Linked DNA regions of Mus musculus: all the other regions are linked to region 4. Evidence: chromatin contacts called from public ChIA-PET, HiChIP or PLAC-seq and promoter capture Hi-C data. All regions are on one chromosome and are shown on one strand. The core of a region is the stretch at or near the end of the contact, and the rest is flanking DNA. Distances in the headings are between cores, read along the strand shown.

Evidence for each region. Promoter capture Hi-C pulls out the DNA fragments that hold promoters and counts their contacts. ChIA-PET counts read pairs in DNA pulled down with a chosen protein or histone mark. HiChIP or PLAC-seq counts read pairs in DNA pulled down with a chosen protein or histone mark.
Region 1: a contact with region 4 is called in a FOXA1 HiChIP or PLAC-seq map of pancreatic cancer cells. The contact joins the enhancer-like site here to the promoter of Rrm2b in region 4. A contact is called at or near these places in 11 of 39 promoter capture datasets (the 3T3-L1 cell line, 3T3-L1-derived adipocytes, the C10 cell line and 5 more), 1 of 484 Hi-C or Micro-C datasets (bone marrow-derived macrophages), 6 of 115 datasets of contacts at active chromatin or transcription factors (astrocytes, embryonic forebrain, embryonic stem cells and 1 more) and 2 of 9 other capture datasets (adipose tissue and liver).
Region 2: a promoter capture Hi-C map of liver shows a contact between it and region 4, with 4 times the contacts expected there. The contact joins the promoter of G930009F23Rik here to the promoter of Rrm2b in region 4. A contact is called at or near these places in 4 of 39 promoter capture datasets (embryonic stem cells, liver and pre-B cells) and 1 of 115 datasets of contacts at active chromatin or transcription factors (bone marrow-derived macrophages).
Region 3: a contact with region 4 is called in an RNA polymerase II ChIA-PET map of effector CD8 T cells, with 14 read pairs. The contact joins the promoter of Ncald here to the promoter of Rrm2b in region 4. A contact is called at or near these places in 4 of 115 datasets of contacts at active chromatin or transcription factors (effector CD8 T cells, forebrain, neural progenitor cells and 1 more) and 3 of 9 other capture datasets (adipose tissue, liver and pancreatic islet).

What each region holds. Positions count from the first base shown.
Region 1 is chr15:38,268,198-38,273,356 of GRCm38.p6, reverse strand. No RefSeq gene overlaps it. Among named protein-coding and RNA genes, the nearest start is that of Gm35248, 28 kb to the left of the region's middle. Within about 2 kb of position 1,361, at least 16 of the 459 cell types and tissues checked have an H3K27ac peak or open chromatin away from gene starts, as enhancers often do. A contact at or near this core is called in pancreatic cancer cells, where this site is marked.
Region 2 is chr15:38,452,755-38,457,680 of GRCm38.p6, reverse strand. It overlaps G930009F23Rik (a long non-coding RNA gene), which reads left to right and starts at 2,173. Exons shown (of 6, transcript XR_875184.1): 1 at 2,173-2,578; 2 at 2,866-2,910; 3 at 4,278-4,522.
Region 3 is chr15:37,457,469-37,462,262 of GRCm38.p6, reverse strand. Ncald (neurocalcin delta) reads left to right here and starts at 2,881. Exons shown (of 4, transcript NM_001170868.1): 1 at 2,881-3,046.
Region 4 is chr15:37,958,999-37,964,322 of GRCm38.p6, reverse strand. Rrm2b (ribonucleotide reductase M2 B (TP53 inducible)) reads left to right here and starts at 3,268. Exons shown (of 9, transcript NM_199476.1): 1 at 3,268-3,479. The coding sequence starts at 3,432. It overlaps Gm49085 (a long non-coding RNA gene), which reads right to left and starts at 3,165. Exons shown (of 2, transcript XR_003951596.1): 1 at 2,782-3,165.

The DNA.
Region 1 (5,159 bases), core at 112-2,611, 310 kb before region 4:
TCTGAGTAACTTGTGTTTAGTCTCTCCTTGGCTCACTCCGCTGTAGCTGTCTGTGCTCATGGAGAACTCCCTTGATGGCTCCTTCTCATGCCTGACCTCACGGCCAATCTTCTTCCCTTTTTTTCCATCTCATGGTCCTGCTTTTTGACCTCCACCTGCCTCATGGCCAAATCCTTCTCCTGGCTCCTCTCCCTCACCGGGATCAGAAGTTCAGCCTTTCTATCTCCTCTGCCCCGTCACTGGCTGTTCAGCCTTCTTATTAATCAATCAGTGATAATTGGGGAACTTTCTTTACATCACACTGATACAGGGGAGTCTTCAATATCCATTACAGCGCCTGTGTCTAGACTGTAACTAGATGTCCTGCCCCGGAATCAGCATCTGGATACACAGAGCATAAGACCAACCCACAACATACCACCAGGCTCGGATCAGAGGCACTGTTATTTTAAGAGCTTTACCATGTAAGGTCGGCCAAAGGTGCAACTCGGCAGCTTCCATGATACAGACACTGCCTGTATGCTTAGTTTGGGTGGCAATAAATACTCAAGTCTTGCTGGGCTTAAGCTCTAATGTCATCTCATAGTGTAAGTACCCAGAATCTCTTAGTGTTTTTGTCATTCAATAAGAATTTACTTATGTCATCTATACATAATATAATCTCTACATAAGCATACACAAACACACACACACACTTTGGTCCTTCATGTTTTTTCTAAGACATTGTTCATATAAGTTGTCAGCTTATAGGCCATGGCACTAGAATTCCCCCAGGGACCTAGCAACTGCTTACATCATCACCTGCCACCATACCTCCAGGTACAGGTGATGCACCAAGTGGTTTATAAAAAGCACTGCTTGCTACCCCTGCTCTTTGTCCCTCTGTCTTTCTGACTCTCTCTTTTTCTTTCTCTGTCTCTTTGTTCCCATCTGTTCCTAGTTGTTCTCTCTCTCTCTCTCTCTCTCTCTCTCTCTCTCTCTCTCTCTCTCTCTCTCTCTCTCTCTCTCTCTCTCCGTGTGTGTGTGTGTGTGTGTGTGTGTGTGTGTGTCCTCCTCTGTCCCCTCTTCTCTGCCCTCCTGGCTCTGCTCCTGTCTGTCTGCCTCTGCTCCTGTCTGTCTGCCTCTGCCCCTTCTTCAGGTCCTCATGCCCTTCCCTCCCCCAGAGAAACTTCCTTATACCAGGTTTGTCTTCACATCCTTTGCTTTGGGGTTTTGTTTTGCTGTTGGGAATCGAGCCACCACTCCACCTATCTGTATTTGTTTAATGAGTGTCAAGTAGTAAAAAGACTAGAGCGTGGCAGTATCCAGGTGCAGTGTCCCAGCTCTCTAACACCCAGCCTGTCACATGATGCTTTCTTGGAAGCTTTTGAGCATCCCAAATGGTCAAGGAGTCTCAGTGGTAGGAAGTCTCTCAAACGCAGTATGAGCAATGTTTAACTTTCCAGTCTCCAAATGAGCAGATAGCTGAAGGGTGTGTTCAGCTGTTGACTTGTGTGTCTGGGGAAACAGCCTGGGGCAGAGAACTTCAGTTGTGAATCTTGTCCTCCAACAGTCCCAGAAGGCCCTTCAGCACTGTGCCAGTCCTAGGGTATCCATTAGACTGCTCTTCTCTTCCTTTTGATAAGAACTTTCACTAGGGCAGTGTGGTTCTCAACCTGTGGGTTGTGACGCCTTTGAGAGGTGAATGGTCTCTTCATGGGGTCACCTAAGACTATCAGAAAACACAGATATTTACATTATGATTCATATAACAGTAGCAAATTACAGTTATAAAGTAGCAATGAAAATCACTTTATGGTTGAAGGTCATGGCACCATGAAGAACTGTATTAAAGTGTCTCAGCTCGAGGAAGGCTAAGAACCACAGCTCTAGGGCAAGACAAACACCACACCCCCGTACCCCACCACACCTTCTCAGATAACTCACATCAAGTCCCCAAGGACCTCACAGCTGTCTCTTGGCCTGTACTAGGACTGGCTTCACACAGCACAGCAGTGCGTGTCACAGATGGTGAGAAATCAGTTGTGTACAAAAGCCAGAGTTTGGGATCTGGGTGTGAGCATCTCACAGATTGTAGAACTGCAGAGAGCTGGGGCAGCTCAGTGACAGACCACATGCTCAGAATGCCTGCGGTACTGTGTTCAGTTCCGAGCTCGGACAGTAACTGTGCCCACTGAGCCATGTCCCTAGCCCAAATCATTCATTCCTGAGGTCAAAAGCATTCTCTTCCCAGATCTGAGAGATGAACCTAAAGCTTCCTGCTTACTGGACAGACATCTCACCACTGAGCTAAATTTCCCCAGCCCAGGCCAAACAATTTCTGCCATGTCTTTCTCTTGGAAACATACCAGCAGGATGCTTACAAGTTTGGGAGTGTGCTCTCTGCCCACTAGCTCTTCCCTTGGTAAGGTTAGTTAACGTTTGGTAGACCAATATCACATGGTTGTTCAATGTAAATTGAGGGCTTCACCACAAGTGTCAATGAGACACATTTAACACCATTCTTCATGAGTGAGCCACTTGGCATCTCATTCACAACTTCCAATGTGTGAGGTATGTATGAAACACAGAAGCAGACAGTGTGGCTAGTGCCCACCATTTCTCCTCGTCAGTGGTTAAGGGTTCCGTACCCAACAGGGGGCAATTGGTACCTTCAAGGGCCCCAGTCACTGCTACGGATCTATGATGTGGCTAACCTCCCTGCAGGAGGGGCCCTTCCTTCCCTTTCAGGTCCCCACCTCCCAGGAGTAAGGAGAGTGAACTATTCACACCAGTCTCCTGTTGTCCACAGTGGTACAACATTCACAGACAGTGGACCAGGCATCTGTGCTGTGTGAGAGGCAAATCTGCAGCATTTCTTCCTGTCTGCTCCAGGAGGGAACATGGAACCTGGCCTGGGCCTCCAGACACAGATGGACAGTAGTAGGCCCCGTTGAGATGCCCCAACGAGATAGTTTAGTATGTAGCAGGAAAACCTTTTTATCCCTTGGTATTCCAGAGACTAGCTATGAGGCTTTGCCGGATGGTAGACAGCATGCCTCTGAGGAGAAGGAGCTATGTGAGTAGAGAAGGCATAGCCAAGGGGCAAACACCATCTTTTCATGAGAACACTGGAGCCCCAAGCCTTTGAAAATCTGGATTTTTGGTTATCTACACCAATAGAAAACTTTCTTTTAAAAATGTCTTGTATGTATGTGTGTGGTATGTATGTGTGTGTGTTCACATGTGTGTCCAGGTGGACATGCACACATGTGCATGTGCACATGGAGCTCAGGGTCTGACATTGGGTGTCTCCCTGAGTTCCTCTTCATCTTATATATTGAAGCAAGGCCTCTTGCTTGAGTTCATAGCTTGCCAATTTGGCTAGTCTAACTAGCCATCTTGCTCCTAGGATCCTGTCTCGATCTCTCAAGTCTGAGAATACAGTCAGGCTACCACACCAAACCAGTGTTCACTCTGATGCAAAGGATCCAAACTGTGGTCCTCACATGTGCATGGGAAGTGCTTTATCCACCAAGCCATCTATCTGTTTTTCTTTTGTTAAGAAAGCGTGCTGGCTAGTTTTAATGTCAACTTGAAACAGGGAATTTGGGAAGAGGGGAACTCAAATGAGAAAATGCCCCCTGTCTGGTCTGTGGGCAAGCCTGGGCATTTTCTTGATTAATGATTGGTATGGATGGGCCCATCTTATGGAGGACAGTACCACCCCTGGGCTGGTGGTCCTGGATACTATAAGAAATCACGCTGAGCAAACCATGAGGAGCAAGCCAGTACGTAGCATGCTTCTACTGATGCCTCTGCATCAGCTCCTGCCTCCAGGCTGATGCCTGGAGTTCCTACTCTGACTTCCTGGGATGCTGGACTACAAACCACAAGAGGAAACATCCCCTCCCCAAGCTGCTTTTGGTCATGATGTTTTACCACAGCAACAGAAACCCTAGCCAAGACAGTAACCAAGGTGTACTCATTGAATGGTTGACTGGATAAGTGAGTGAACTTGGACACACAAAACTGACAAGAACCAAACCGAGGCTGGGTGTGCGACTGCAGAGCTTGGGAGTCAGAGGCAGGGATACCCCAGAGGTCAAGGCCATTCTCATTTTGCACGGTAAGCTCCAAGCTAGCCTGAGCTATATGAAACCCAGACTCAAAATGAAACAAAATTTATTTTTAGATTAAATTAAACTTTTAAAAACATGTTAAACAATAAGGAGCATAAACACAGGTCTTCTAACTAATTTTTTAAAAAGCGTTTCCTTGTTCCCACTCTGTCTTCCTAATTTGAGTACCGTGACATGGGGATATAATGGTTGCAACACAGCAGCCATATTTGGACAGTGAGTGTATTCGTTTTCTAGGCTGCTGTAGCTAATGATCACAGGCTCACGGCTTGGAAGAAAACGTTGCCTTCTCACTGTCCCAGAGGTCAGGAGTGTGAGCTCTCAAGCCCCAGGACTGGTTCCCTGGAGTCACTGCGGGAAAATCCTCTGCATAGCTGATCCCTGACCTCTGACAGCTGGCAGCCATCGCGGCCTTTCCTGGCTTGCCAACACATCAATCTCCTCTGTCAACACATCGCTCTTCCTGTGTCTCCCTCTGCCCACGTTTGGTGCTGGAGATCAGATCCAGGGCACGGGAAGCACACAGTCTACAGTGAGCCGCCACCCTTCTTGCTATTCAACCCCGGGTGCCTTTGAACTCACGCTCCTACTGCTTACTGGCATTGTATTGCTATGCTGGCTTTGGCTGTTTGGTTGTTGGTTTTATTTTATTTAGGGCTAGCATGTATTCCTTGTATGGATTAGTGTGTTATTCATGATATTTTAGGACATGCATATAGCATGTCCTGACTGACTGCTTTTAGACACCTCTTCCTTCTTACTTTGTTTGTTTGTTTGTTTTCGAGACAGGGTCTCTCTGTATAGCCCTGGCTGTCCTGGAACTCACTTTGTAGACCAGGCTGGCCTCGAACTCAGAAATCTGCCTGCCTCTGCCTCCCGAGTGCTGGGATTAAAGGCGTGCGCCACCATGCCTGGCTACTTTTTTTTCTTTCTTTCTTTCTTTCTTTCTTTCTTTCTTTCTTTCTTTCTTTCTTTCTTTCTTTCTTTCTTTCTTTCTCTCTCTCTCTCTCTCTCTCTCTCTCTCTCTCTCTCTCTCTC
Region 2 (4,926 bases), core at 924-3,423, 490 kb before region 4:
TCCATGCCCCCTCGCCTGTGGCTGCCCCCTGAACCCTGTTCTCTTTATGACAGCTGTCCTTGAGTCACCTCAGCCTCCAGCCTTGGGCTCTCTGAGTCACGGAAATCAGAGCCAGGCCTCCTGAGCTCCTGCCCTGGTAGCCTGGCTGTGCCCTGGGAGGAAGGGAGATACAAGAAGAGAGGAAAGGTGGGGAGCCCCGGGGTGTGGGAGCTTAAGGTAAGCAATGCCTGGACACCTGCCAAAATAAACAGGCCACCCCTGTCCCAGGCACAAAGGGCTCTCTGAGAGAGAGGTCACTCCCAGACCCATGTGGCATCCTGGAGGCTCATGTTTCTTAACATAAAACATGCCATTCCCAGTCAGGACTGGGTGTGGCTCATGCTTTGACTCCTGGTGGGTGGGGCTTGTGGGCTCCCAGTGACCCATCTGGATGGTGTTTGTCTGTCCTTGCTGAGACCTGATCGGCACAGAAAAATGGGGAGAGGCCAGACAGCCGGTTTCTCTTGCAGATGTGGGTAGTTCTGGTGCCTCTGGACTACACTTTCAATTGTCTACTCCCGTCTCGTCTCCCTTTGTCTGTCTGTCTGTCTCTGTCTTTCACTCATATGGGCACCCATGCATACTCAGAGTCCAAATGAGAGAAGATCTCTAATCAAACTACCCCTAAATCAGCCTTCTCTCCTGCTTTATACCATTGTCATAGAGAAATTAAACTAGGACCCAGAGAAGTAGGCTGTGAACACAGAGTAAGAGTCTGCGCTCTCAGTAATGCTCCTCTGGTGACCAAGGGAACAGACCAGTCAGGAGGTTACAAAACCTTCTGTGGACCTTGTGTGGTTTGTGCTTTCAGGAGAAAGAGTTGGAACAAGGTATCTTGTGACTCCTCAGTTCATAGTTCGGTCTCAAAGCCACAAGAACAGGCAGCCAAGCACCAGAGCCACCTGCCACACAGCTCTGATCCTTGAGTCTTGTTACACAGTTTCTGAGGCCCTGATAATGTACCTCAGGAGTAGCTAACATAGTCCCTCCCTGGACCTCAACTGAGACAGGTTCTTTGAGCATGGAGCCTCAGTCTCTCCAGCACATCTGGCTGTATGAACTGCAAAGACATCTAGTTATTGAACAGACCTTTCTTTTTAAAATCTTATTTATTTTTATGTGTATGGGTGTTTTGTCTGCATATATGACCACATTATGTGTGTGCCCGGTGCCTGCAGAAGTCAGAAGAAGGCGTCAGATCCACTGGAACTGGAGTTACAGATGGTTGTAAACTGCCGAGTGGGTGCTGGGAATTGAACCTGAGGCCTCTGGAAGAGCAACCATTGTTTCTAACTGCAGAGCCATCTCTCCAGCCCCAGTATAAAGCTTTCTTGGGCACCAGCTATGGGCCAATAGACAAAACCTTCAACAGCCAACCCCTGGGGCTTACAGTAGACAGGATGAAGTTTCTCCCTGTACGGGTCAGCTATGGCGCCTCTCACAAGTCCTCAGTCTGGGCCAGCCAGCAGTCCTGTGGGCAGTAGCTTGCAGGGTCGTTTGCTGCTGAGGGCTGTTTGGGAAGATCTGTTCAGTACCTTTCTCAGTTCTGGATGCTTTAGGGTTTGGAGCTTCTGGGCTTGTGGAAGCATCACCTGACCTTGGCTCTACTTCACAATGTGTCTATTGCCACAATGTTTCTTTTCTTTTCCCTTTCTCTCTCTTTCTTTGTCTCTTTCTCCCTTTCTCCCTTTCTCCCACTCTCTCTCTCTCTCTCTCTCTCTCTCTCTCTCTCTCTCTCTCTCTCTCTCCCTCATGTTTTTGTTTTGTTTTATGAGATAAGGTTTCTCTGTGTAGCCTTGGCTCTCCTGGAACTCACTCACTCTGTAGACCAGACTGGACTCAAACTTGGAGATCTGACTACCTCTGCCCACTGAGTGCTGGGATAAAAGGTGTGCACCACCGTACCTGCTGAATTTTTCTTTTTTAGAAGGACAAGGTCAGTGGTGGTGCATGCCTCTAATCCCAGCACTTCGAAGGCAGAGGCTAGCAGGTTTCTGAGTTTGAGACCAGCCTGGTCTACAGTGTGAGTTCCAGGACAGCCAGGGCTACACAGAAAAACCCTGTCTCAAAAACACAAAAAGGAGGAGGGGGGAGGAGGAGGAGGCCATTGCATCAAAGCACCTGCTAGGGCCTCATCCTAATCTGATCATTCACAGGACTGTTTCCCTGAAGGGTGCCTTCTGGGGTGCTGAGGGTTAGATCCCAGTATGCCATTTTAGGGGTGAACATAGTACCTTCTCTAGGGAAGCTTAGGCTGGTGTGGAGCAGAGTGTCGCCCCCAGGACACTTCAGTTTCTGACAAGGTCTTCTGTGAACACCTCTGATTGGTGAAACCAGGTCACATGCCCGCTCCTCGCTGTCTCACTAGCTAGGAATTTTGTGTCTGACTCCTTCCTACCTTGAGGAGGCATGGAAAGTACTGTGGGCTTTCCCCCAGAGCAGGAAGAGCATTCCAACGACTCATCCAAACAAGGCATCAGAAATCCACTGCACAAGGACTTGCAGGTTTCTTCCCAAAGAGTCCCTGAGCCGGAGTGGGGTGAGACAGCAGCTTCGTCTTGTCTCTTCCTTGTGCTGTCCATGCAGCACCTCACATTCAATAAGCATGTTCTATAAGCCAGACAATGTTCTGCCTTTATTACTTATTGGCTATTCTTGTGTGGTACGTGTGTGGGGTTGCTTCTCTTCCTCCATCATCCATTTCAAGGCTCAAACGCAGGCAGCTGGTCTTGGCAGCAATCACCTGTACTCTCTGAGCTATGTCACTGACCCAGTTTCTAATCTCCTGTATTGCCTTTTTTAATCCTTCTCTTGCCCCTTCCACAGATGAGAAGACTGAGGACCAGGAGGACCAGGAACTTAACCTAACAGGTGGGAGAGACACATATGAATCAACAGTTCATGGACAGAGGAAATGAGAGGTGGAGCCAGAACCCTCCTGGCCACTATTCATTGACAGGAGTGAGAGCTGTAAGCTGCTGCCCTGCTGCCCCTGACTGGAATGTCCACTGTGCACCCCTAAACCAAGGCACTCTGTCCAAGTGCTTGAGAGCCCTGAAAGGAGGAGGAGAGAAGGCACCAGAGGGGTGGGGGTGGGAGTCCAGTCTGGAGTCTCTGTCTGCGTAGGTGGCTGAGGAGAGGCTACATCAAAGGGGTGGCTCCTGAACTTCTGACCCTGCTGGGTATTCACAGATGTCTCCCTGCAAGGGCAGGGAGGGTCTCTCGATGGTCCCTTGCCAGGGAGCCACTACACACAGGGCCAGGCTGTCCCCAAGCCTCTTCCCTGAAGACCTAGGAGAGGCCATGTGGCTGAGAGAGTAGGCTTTCTAGCTGAGCTGCATTGAGAATGTGGTTCAGGCTCTTGACATGTCCAGAGACAGAGACCTGGGACCCTGGTCTGTAGAGTTGAGTTTCGAGCCTTACTATGCAAAGAACAGAGCAAGCTGTCATGACTCTGTTTATACCAGGGACATCTGTCATTCCAGGGAGTGCTGGACTCACCCTAGTGCTTGACTTTCCAAAGGAAGCAGGGTGCATGTTAGCATCTTGAGGTTGGGGTTTGTAGTAGCACATGTCTGTCTTTCCTTCCTCCTGTGTGTGTATCCCCTACTGAGGAGGGCAGGAAACAGCAATAAAGGGCCAGGTGTGGTGGCAAGCATTCCCAGTTCTGTTTGGGTTATAGGGCATGAGGGCTTCATGAGCCCAGAAGCTCAGACCTTGCCTGGCAACATAGCTAGCATCATTCCCTTCAGCCTGATTCACAGTCAGGTAAGACTAGAATGCCTTTCTATCCGCCAGCAGTACAGTCCACAACAACATACAGAAATAAGAAAGAGAAGGAAAAAGAAATTATCCGCTGGAAGTCTTTATTATAAACTATGAAATATGAAGTTAATAAAAAGTTGCAGAAATGTTTCCAAAAATCAATAATGTTCCAGAGCTTTAAAACTGGATTAATTTCATAATAACAGAAGAATATTAATGTGTATTGTAGGCTTATTCCTAAGTGTCTCCCCACAAATAAGCAGAGAAGAGGGGCATTTATAGAATTTGAAAATAAAATGAGGTCCTGCCTGAATTTCCAGCCATCCTATTAAATTTGAATTCTTGATAAGCACCAACCCCCTTTTAAACATATGTCTCAAATATTTCATGAGGTGTGTACTGATACTAAAAAAAATTATTTCTCTGATGCTCAAATTTAGTCAGCTACACTGTATTTCTGTTTGCTCCAACAGGTCACCTTAGGTCTGTTCTTGAATCCATCTGAGACGGGGTAGGCAAAGGAGTGAGATGAAGCAGCTGTTGGGCAGACCCTAGGGCCTGCAAGCCTCTGAAGCTGGCCCCAGAGCTGCCACTTGGGGCCTCGGGAGACCCCATACTTCCTCTCAGAGCAGCATCTCCGTGGACAGAGCAGGCTGGCCCCGCAGCTGCAACAGGGAGCCTGCAAAACACCTTCAAACAAGTCAGAAGAGAGGACTAGGTGAGCCAAGAAATGACCCAGTTGACAATCATCACAGGAGAGGCCCGGCTACATGTCCTAGTACACCAGGCCTGATCACAGGTGCCTGGCTCCCTCGGACATGGTGGGCCAGCCTTGCCACCTGCGAGGTTAGTGACACTAAGCCACATCTCCAGTGGCCCAGTAATTCCAAAGCCTTGCTCTGACCTTCCCTTCGGGCCCAGCTGTTCCGCCCATCCCCCACATTCTCTGGCGCTGAGGTCATGGAAACCCCACCCCACCCCCACCCCCGAGGGGAGGGCGCTGCCAGGCTGAAGTGCCAATGTAGGGAGATTAGCTGGGTGACTGGTGGTTTGTGTAGCTGTGGAGGGTTGTGGGTTCAGAGAGAGAGAGAGACAGAGAGGCAGACAGAGAGAGAGAGAGAG
Region 3 (4,794 bases), core at 1,632-4,131, 500 kb after region 4:
TTCCTGTTGCTCCGCATTCTTTCCCTAATCCATGAGTCATCCGTGAGCCCTTGCTGTGCCTGGGCTCTGTTCTAACCACTGGCATCATAAAAATAAGACTCCTGCCCTGAAGGTCTTCAGACGAGCATCCGAGCTGGGCAGATAAACAAGAGCTGGCAGACACATTGAGCCCCTGCCCTGTGGCAGGTGTCCAAATTGTATCATCTATTTCCCTTGTAATTCAACAACCTTGTCATGTGGGCACTGCTGCTAGGGGCACTTTTATAACTTGACCAAGGTCCAATCATAAGAGATAAGATTTGAGGCAGAGAGCTGCAAGAATAGATACAGAGCCTCCCACTGATGCTAAGACAGTAGAGGCCCTGACATCACTGCCTAGCAGTATTGGGGGGTTTCGGGCTGACTAGAATTATCTCCTCACAGCTCAAAGCATGTGCTAGTTGATGCACGCGAAGCTCATTCAGTGGCATTTACCCCGTGTTGCTGGCAAAACAGTCAGAATAATAATAGTTGGACCTGCCTTCGTTTGTGGCAAGTAAAATTATCAGGGAGACCTGTGTTTGAGTGCATATTTTAAAAACAGGTGAGTCATTTTAACCTCAAAAATGACCTGGCATTCAGAAAAAAGAGATGACACATATTCAGTGTAAGGCAGTGTCGTGGGCGAAGGCGCTTGTGTGCTGCCTGTTACCTTAAACTAATTAGCCAAATGTCTGAGCTCCAAGGAGATCATGCTATGGTTTTAACCCTACAGAAGACTGCTCCCTTCCTTATATGTAAGCAAAAAACTCAATCCTATGTGGTTTACAGAGGAGAATGGGTGGCTGAGGGTTGGGTGCATGCTACAGGAAATAGGTCTACGTACACACATCTTCTAGTGGTGAATAACGGTCCAGTGGTTACCTAACCTGCCAGCAATTTAAACCTAAGTCTATGTACAGTGAAGCATACTTATAAACATGATAGGAGACTCAGAATAAACAAATTTGTTTAAAGTATTGAAATGTAGAGGTTCTGAGAATGTCTTGCTTCAGAGGACACCACCTACTGGTAGAGGGTGACATTGCAGTTTTATTTTCTTGATATTAAACTGAATAAAATGGAGAAACGATTGACAAGGCAGCATAGCTTCAGAGCCTGGGCTAAGTCAAGTCAGGCAGCCAGCAGGGAGAACTTGATCCCTGGACACCTACACTTCCCTTCCTACACCTTCCTCCCTCCCAGCCCAGAGCAAGGACCCACACTCCTAAACAGAGAACCAGAATTATATGTAGAACACAAGTCTAGAAAATAGACCTGTTGCTTAAGTCTGCCCCTTATAAGGCATTCAAACCAATTTGCACAGACACTGGGTTCAGCTGCTGTCATTCTAACAAGTAGGTCCATTCCTGACTGTCTTCAGTCTGAAAGTAAAGAATCTAACTTTACACTTTGCCTTTACATTTGCCACGGTACAACCAATAGCATCAGAAAAATAACTTCCAATAAAAACCCATTCTCTCTCTTCATTGGAGCTAGCATGGAAGATGGAATGGGGGAACGGGATGCTTCTGTGGCCAAGCAGATAGGCCATTAGTCCTGTGAAAGATCAGCTTCTATTCTACTGAAGACAGAGTCACAGAACAAAACCAGTTGGCCACAGAGTCACTCATATCTCATAGTGTGTGTATGCACACATGTGTGAGTGTGTTACACATATGAATATGAGTGTGTGCATGCATTTATGTGTGTGTGCACATGTTTGTATGCTTGCACGTGCAGGCGCAGTGTGTGTGTGTGTGCGTGTGCGTGTGTGTGTGACTGTGTCTGTGTATAGTCCTAATGACCCAGGCACACCACCTCTTTCTTCTCCCCACCTTTCAGCTCCTTTGTTTTTTGAATGAGTCCACATTTTCTAAATGGGTTTTTCATAATGCCTTCCTATGGGTTTTACTCAATTTTGTTTAATTGGCTTCCTGTTAATTAAGAATGAGAACGAACTGGGTCATAAGCACTCACACAGAGCTAAAGATCAGCTAACGTGTCCCTGAAGGCAATGAAGCTGTAATTTGGGAACAGGTGGGCTGCACTGTTGACTCCTCTGTGGTAGGGAGATTCCATCTGTGGGATGCCGAACCAGTCACTCAACATGAAACTCCCTCAGTCCGTTATGGACCAGAGAATCGTGGGAGGGTAGAGTGTGGGACCTGCGGAGGGGTCTGGCCCCTTTTCTCATCATCTCCAGGTCCTTCTAAAGTTGTGCCCTTGTGGAAGTGTTCTGGTCATCATTTTTGCAAGGAATCTTAGGTGGCATGCGACTTGGCTTTATCTACCCTGCTTTTTGCAGCATGCTTCCTTCCTGTCAGGCTCCTTCAGCCACACCATCTTTCATCGGCATGCTCTCGGGACACCGATGAGGATTCAGTTTCAAGAATATACAGTTTTTCCACCAACAATCTCTTGAAAGCTGTTTTCTCTCAGTTTATTTAGAGGGGAATTTAATTCACTAAGAAAACCACCTCATGAATGTTTTCAGCTTCTTTTTTTGACTGGAGGGGGAGGGGCTCTGTGCTGTGATAGTAAGACTAAGGGTCACAGCATGCATTTTCTGGCAACCAGAGAAAGGACAAGCAGGCTTTAATGATGAAAGTTGCAGGCACTCGTGAGTCACAACTTTGAGGGTTGAAATTATCTGCCGGGCACTGTTCACAATGGTTTTGCAATCCATGTGTATACATACATGCACACACAGATATGCACACACACGAGCACACACATCAGTGACAGATGACCTATTGAAATAATTTCAGAGCCAGTCTGTGGTTGCTACGACAACCAATGCTCTCTTGGCTTTTATCTGGCCATGTGACAGGGACTTTGACGTCAGCCAGAGGCAGAGTCTGTGGCTGAGTCCGCACAGTCAAAGGCTTGTGAGAATCTGGTGGATGCTGGACCTTGCTGCTGCTGCTGCCGCCGCCGCCGCTGTTGCTGTCCCTACAGCTGTGGTTGTTGCTTCCCAGGGGCTGCAGGAGCATGGACTACTAAACCCCCACTTCTTCAGCGTGAGGTAATCGGTTTGCTTTATACACAGGAGTTACGTGGTTTCACAGCCCCTGATGGTTTTCCCTCCCCTCTTAACCTCCTACAACTTTGCCTTCAAGAGCAGTTACTGACGAACGGAGCCAAAGAATGTGAAGCAGCTTCCAGTCACGAATTTCAGGCAGTCTCTGGAACTTGGTTAAATTTGGATTAGTGTTCCATGAAGTAGGTTAAAATGTAATCTTTCTTGCGCAATGCTTGCTAACATACATTATTTAGAAATTCTCATTTTGCAGCGTGAGCCAAATTTGCTCCCTTGAATTCTAGGAATCCCTCCTTCAGTGTTGTTTGGGGTCTGGTAACTCCAGCACCGCCTTGGAGGGAGCAGCTAACTTTTCCTTGTTGCTGCTGCTGATTCTGCGTCAGCCCACAGCAGTCTGGAATTTGGTTTCTACCTCATTTGCAGCATGTATAATTAGCAACAATGGGAACCGTGAGAAAAGACTCTAGACTTTGAAAGTTGTGGTTATTATTGTAAAGGGGGCTTTTGGTACTCTGTAAATAAGAGGGGAACTGTCAACAGCTTCCTGTTTAGAGAAAAGAATCTGCAATATGCCAAGGAAGTCGGGGTGGAACCTTTATGTGTGTGCGTGTGGTTGTTTTGTGGGTGTTACTGTGAAGTGCTATTTTGTGGCTCGCTCTCTCTGAAAACCCTGGTGAAGAGGAGGGACTGACTGGCCTTTTCTAAGGAGTCCTGTAAGCTGGTTCTGATCTTTATTCTTAAAAGTAATTATCTTGAGAAGAAACTAGCCTGGAACTAAATATGCATTGATGTGAGGTCTTCCCTAACTGAAATGTAGATTGAGGATGCTCGATAAAAATTTGCTCCAGGTCTTGTGTGAGTGATTTGGTAACTGATGAGCAAGGATTGCTCCGGCTGTTGTGTGTGCATTGCTGTGGTTCTGCTAGCTCCTTCTGCAGCTCCAAGTTTCAAGGAAACCTCAGGTTCTGAAGCAAACAGAAGCCTAGATGGATAAACAGGTTTCTAGATCTTACAGATTTAACAGAAACGAGGCGTATTTTAGACAGCCATCTGAAATAGAACCAGCATTTGAAGGAGCATAGATAGACTGGCTCCACTCGATATATGCAGTCAGTAGGTTGATGATATAGTTATATTTTAGTTTGGAGAAATAATACATTGTTTGGACAGTAGGTTGACGATATAGTTATATTTTAGTTTGGTGAAAGAATACATTGTTTTTTGCTTCTGTTACTAGGCTCAGAATTGTGGGTTCTACATTTTGCTCTCGTTGGGTGAGAATTCTGAGAGCCTGTAGCCGCAGCAGTAAATGAATAACTGCTTGAATCAATTATTTTCCAAGCAGCTTTCAGTGAATGGACCTTTTGATCAGAGCTTCCGTTAGGACTGTCCACTGTCTGATGTGCTTGTACATACATGTATTTACTAAGACGTCTTCCAGTCATTTAACTGACCTCATGTTCTTGTAACCCAGACGCTACCACTTTCATGAGTCAACTGGTGTGTGACATTTCAATTGAGAATGGGGGGACCAGCTAGCACTGTCATTTAAAGGCATCTCTCGTGGTATACACTTGGTGCTTTAACTTTTCTTGTGTCGACTGTTATCTTCACTCTTTTTCTTGGTTCTCTCCCTGGTTTTAAATTCACAAGATGATTATGTACGACATCCTCATGCCCTCATGCATGAGACTGGATTCCAACAATCAAAACTGTGAGAGAGAGAGAGTCGG
Region 4 (5,324 bases), core at 2,019-4,518:
TGTGGGAAAATGTTCTTCATACAGTTCTTGAAACTAAAGCAGACAGTCTGTATTATTGACTGCTGATTCATTTGAGCTAAGTGCTTTATTCAATATGGCTTTGACAATGTCACAGCTACAACAGCAAATACAAGGCTGAGCCACACTTCTAGACTGAAGCACAATCAGCTGTCCAGTTTAGAACGGAACTCTTCTGCCTACTAAGAATCCATTGCCAAAGGCTTTGTTGATTCCCTAGCTACCTGTATGTTTTTAAACCTGTAGTTAATATCACTCATTTACTGATTTAATATCCTTCACAGCTGCTCACTGGTGAAGGCATTTACACAGATGCCCCCCACTTTTTAATAGACTTATTCTATCTATATTGGTGTTTTGCCTGTATGTATGTATGTATGTATGTATGTATGTACGTATGTTATATGTATGTCTGTACTGCATGTATGCAGTGCCCATGGAGCACAGAAGAGTGTGTTAGGTCCCTTGGAACTAAGTTACAGAAGGTTGTTAGCCTCCAAGTGGGAGCTGGGAATTGAACCTAGAAAGAGCAGTTGGTGCTCTTAACAGCTGAGCCATCTCTCCCACCCTAGGAAGATGATGTTTAAAACTATTAACTCATTCTTTCTTGTATTCCCATTGCCTTATGTGATGCTTGCACTCTTCTGCACACAGCCTATTCAAATTGGCTCTAATCTCTACACTTCCAAATATGTAACCCTCCTCTCCACTGGAGGTCTTTCTGAATGGGCTAAAGAATCAAGGTCAGGGTAGAAGAGAAGCCACGATACTAGGAAAGCCAACTCTCAGTGAAGCTAAGCAAGAGGAGTGATTTCTGTCTTGTCTGCTTCTGAAATCAAAATGGCATTTGTTTATGACCACTGCTTATAGCTTAGTCTTTGGTTACTTTTGTACTTCAGTCTCTCAGGGGCTGAGAAGTGATGGAAAATAAAAAGTTGATTTATCTTGGTCTCTTGGACTACTGTGAGTAACATCAGCACCAAGGACAGAGGTCCCCACTGCTTCAAATTTGGGGTGATTAGCTGCTTTTGCAGAAGATACAAGTTTCCAAGTACCCTGTATCTCCAGCTCCAAGGCATTCAGTACCCTTTTCTGAACTCCATAGTTACCTACACACACAGAGATATAATATTCATATACTTTAAAAACATTTTTAAAGTCGTCTCCTTGCTTTAGTGTAGGTCCAAACAGGTTCTTCCAGGTACTAGAGGGAAAGTGCTGTCCAGTATCCACACTCAGCTGAGTGGAGGGTTGGGAGATACTGTCTGCCCTGTGAGAAGACCACGTGGAACTCTTCAGCAAGCTGAAGAGACCTAATTGAACAGAGCTGTGAAAGTTGTAAGAAATCAATACAAATGGAGCATCAGGAAAGCACTGAAGGAATGCATCTCCATGTCTGTGCTCTGAGAAGGGAGGGTTACTTGGGATTCCTCATATTACTTACTTGAGGAAGCAGACTGGAATTCTGTGCCACGCTAAGCATTCATTTCCTTCCAAAATAACACATTTCAGGGACTATTAAGCAGGTCGCCTTATCTGCATCTAAATGCTCTTCCGTGCCTTCATGCAGAATTACTCTTAAAAAATGCTTTGAGATGTATTGTTTTGATGACTTTGAATGAATGAATCCTTGTTTGTAGTTTATTTGCTATGCAATCTTTGGTAAGTTATCTTTTGTGAGAATGACTTTCCTCCCAGAAAACTTTATAATATATAAAAAGTTTTTACTCAGCATTTGATCATATTGCTCCAAGAAAGATAACTCGCTTCAGGTTAATTAAGCTTTAGAGCTTAAAGCAAAATTTCTATCCTGCTTTCTATTTTAGAGGCTAACCACCAAGCAGTTGCCAGATGTTGAAGTCATAACAAGGCTCTTTCCAGAATCTACTGAAAATCTCTTACTTCTTTTTCACGTTTTTGGTTTTTGGCTTTGAGACTGGATCTTCCCATCTAGCCCAAGACGACCTTGGTTTCACGATCCTCCTGCTCCTATCCAAGATGCTGGGATCAGAGGTGTTCAATACCATACTCAACTCTTCTTTCACCATATTATTATTTAATTTGTATATCTTATTTGTGTTTGTATACAAGAAGGGGTAGTGCTGGGGATTGAACCCAAGGCCTTGTACATCATCACCTAATGAGCTACAGTCCCATCCCGCTCATTATATTTTTCTGTCGTACTACCATATATGTACCATATGCTGAAAACATAGAAGCAATTCAACCAAGAGTATTGCCACCATCATTATTCACTGTCTTTGGCCCTTGCAATACAAAAGTGTTGAATCTCTTTACAACTTTAACCTTTGCTTTGAAAAGTATCCGTAGCAAGGATATTGGAGTCTACCGTATTTTGGTTGCTTAATCTTGGCTATTTATCTTCGGGTTCAGTTTAATCTGGAACATGAAAATTGCAGTATCGACTACAGGGAAATATCTCAAAGATTAATTCACATAAAGGGCTTAGCAGAATAGAACCTATCAGGTTGTGAAAGTTCAATAAATATTACTCAGTTAAACAATCACAAAGACTTCAAGGTATTTCCCAGGATTTAGCTATTTTTCCTACTCATTCTCAAGCTCCATTCACGCACACACTTTCCCCCTCCAGTTTCTCCTTTTGGTTGCTGAAATACAAGAGTTCCTTTCTCCTTGGAGTTTTTAACAGTGTCGACCTCCCACCCTGCTTTCCACATCCCATCCAGTGGGCAGCTCTACAGCCACTCTGGCAGTCTCTTGGACTGACTGGGTGCAACCTACCGTGTCGCTGGGGCACCACGAGGGCTAGGGAATGTCCCGGCGTGCCAGTCACCTCGTGTACCAGGTAGTCTGGCACAAGTAGGCAGACTGCAAATTCCAGTAGACGCTCTAGAATTCAGAGCAGATGACAGGCTGGGCAACAGCGCGGAAGCTGGGGGAGCAAGAGTGGGCGGGGTCATGCGACGCTAAAGAACAGGCTTGAAGTGCTCTGGTACTGCGGACTGAACTTACGCAGCCGTCGCCGGAGTGGGGACCCTGCTCAGTGAAGAGAAGCGGGCCAGCCGAGGAAGCAGAGTTCGGCGGCGAGGGGCGGGGCCAGCTGAGGTAGGCGGATCTCTGGCGGGGCGGGCCGGGGCCGGCTGAGGTAGGCGGATCTCTGAGACGCTGGGTGGAGCCGGCTGAGGTAGGCGGATCTCTAGGCAGTGGGGCGGGGCCGGCAGGAAAGGCGGATCTTTCAGGCGCCGAGAGTAGCGTGCCTGGGCGGAGCCACCGCAGAGAAGGCCCCTCAATGGGCCGGCTAGAACCCAGGACCGGCGCGGCAAGGCGTGCCCGGAGCAGGAGGAGGTTCGCACAGGACGATCTGATCCTACTAGGATTTGGTCGGCCGCGCTCAGTTCCTCAGCTCGGGTGGCTCTGGTGGAGTCTGCGCGATGGGCGACCCGGAAAGGCCGGAAGCGGCCAGGCCGGAGAAGGGTGAGGTAAATGTCGCAGTCGCTTCATCCTCCACCCCTGGGTCACGCCCGGACTTTAGGTTGCTGCGAGTCAGTCGCAGGTCCGCTGTAGAGTAGTATTTTATTCGTCGCCGTCAGAAACACTGTGCAGGCCGAAAGGAAGCGCCCTCACCTCAGGCTAGTGTTGGGGAGTCGGGAAGGGCGAGCATGGACGCTGTGCTGCTCTGCTCAGGGCGGAGCAGGAACACTCAGGTCCCGGCTGAGGAAGTCTCCGTGTCCCCTTGTTCTCCAACCTCTGCTCTCCAGTCTTTCTTTTCTTGTCGGGAGCCCTGGCGGGTGAAAAAGGGCTGTGACGGATCTACGCAAGAGAGGTGAACCATCAGATGCAGTTGAGGAACTCGTGTGGAAACTGATGCAGGTGGATGAGGGGAGGAGATGACAGGTGAAGGGAGGACGAGAAACCCTTACAACGAATAAAAGACTGGGAGACCAGTTTTCCTCACACCGAACTTCTAACTGAATCTTCGGGGTGTCTCTTCATTTCAGTAGTGGAAGTGTTTCTTCCTTCACAAAGAATGAAGTGCTTTATGCAAAGTGTTTAATAAATCTAAAATTAACCCGTGCTAGCAGAAAGAAGTATGTAATAAGAGCAAACAAAAATTATACGGCTTTATAGTAATGTAAGTTGTTACTGTGTAATTCCAACTCCACATTTTGGAGACAAATATTCTAAACCATCTGGAATACAAGTAATACTTTTTTTTTTTTTTTTTTTTTTTTTTTTGGTATGTGAGCCTGTTTCTCTTTGTGGTGTCTTGAAGTTAATACTGTGGCAAGTTGGAAGGGGCCATAAAAGTTTGAGCCCACATATATTCATGCTTATACTGGCATTTCTAGACAAAGATGGAGGTTCTAAGTTGATTTTTATTCTGTAATCGTTTAATAATAAATTATGTCTATCCCTTAATTTTCCCCTTGAAACAAAGATACTCAGCACCAATTTCTCCTTTCCGGCAATATTTAGACTTCTCTGGTTTGCCAATGACACCAGGAATCATTCTGGCTTAACACCTGAAAGTTAACTTTTAAAAAAAAAAATTACTTTTAATTCATAAAGACAGAGCAAAGGTTTAGACCTAGAATAAATTTTAGTGAGTACTTTTTTTTTTTTTTTTTTTTTTAACGAATCCAAGAGTTTTTGAGATTCGGGATATCGTAAGCACTTTGTTTTTTAGTTTTTTATTTTTATTTTGGATATGATAGGGCAGTGCGGGCTATTTGTATCAGAAGCATGTGGAGTGATTAATAAAAACTAAATTACCAAGCCTACAACCTGCCTTTGTAACAGGCACTTCAGGTGATCTTAGCACAGTTGATTTAAGGGCCATCTTAAAGGGAAATAAATGAGGTTTATTAGTCTCCTAACATGTAGATTTTTTTCCGATATTCGAACACTTAAGCCAGAATGGCGTTCCTAAGACTCATTACTAGAACTAGGTTCAACTTTCCAAGTTGTTGCTTCTAGTACAGTGTTCCACCAGCTTTTTCAGATTTGTTGATTGATACAGGAATGAAATGGTACACACACACACACACACACACACACACACACACACACATACATAGTTGCAGCTGCATGCACATAAGTGAAAGAGACACAATAGACAACCACATTGGAGGCATGGAGAATGGCAGTCTAGGTTAAACCACTTCAGGTGCTTACTGGGGAATCATAAGCTAGGTTTTGTCTCAGATGACCAGAAACTAAGACAAAACTAAATGCACAAGTTTGGAAAAGATGGTGGAGTCTTGCTCAGGATTACCTACTCCCCAGCTTTATCTCAGGTTCTCATCACCTCACCTTGGTGCAGC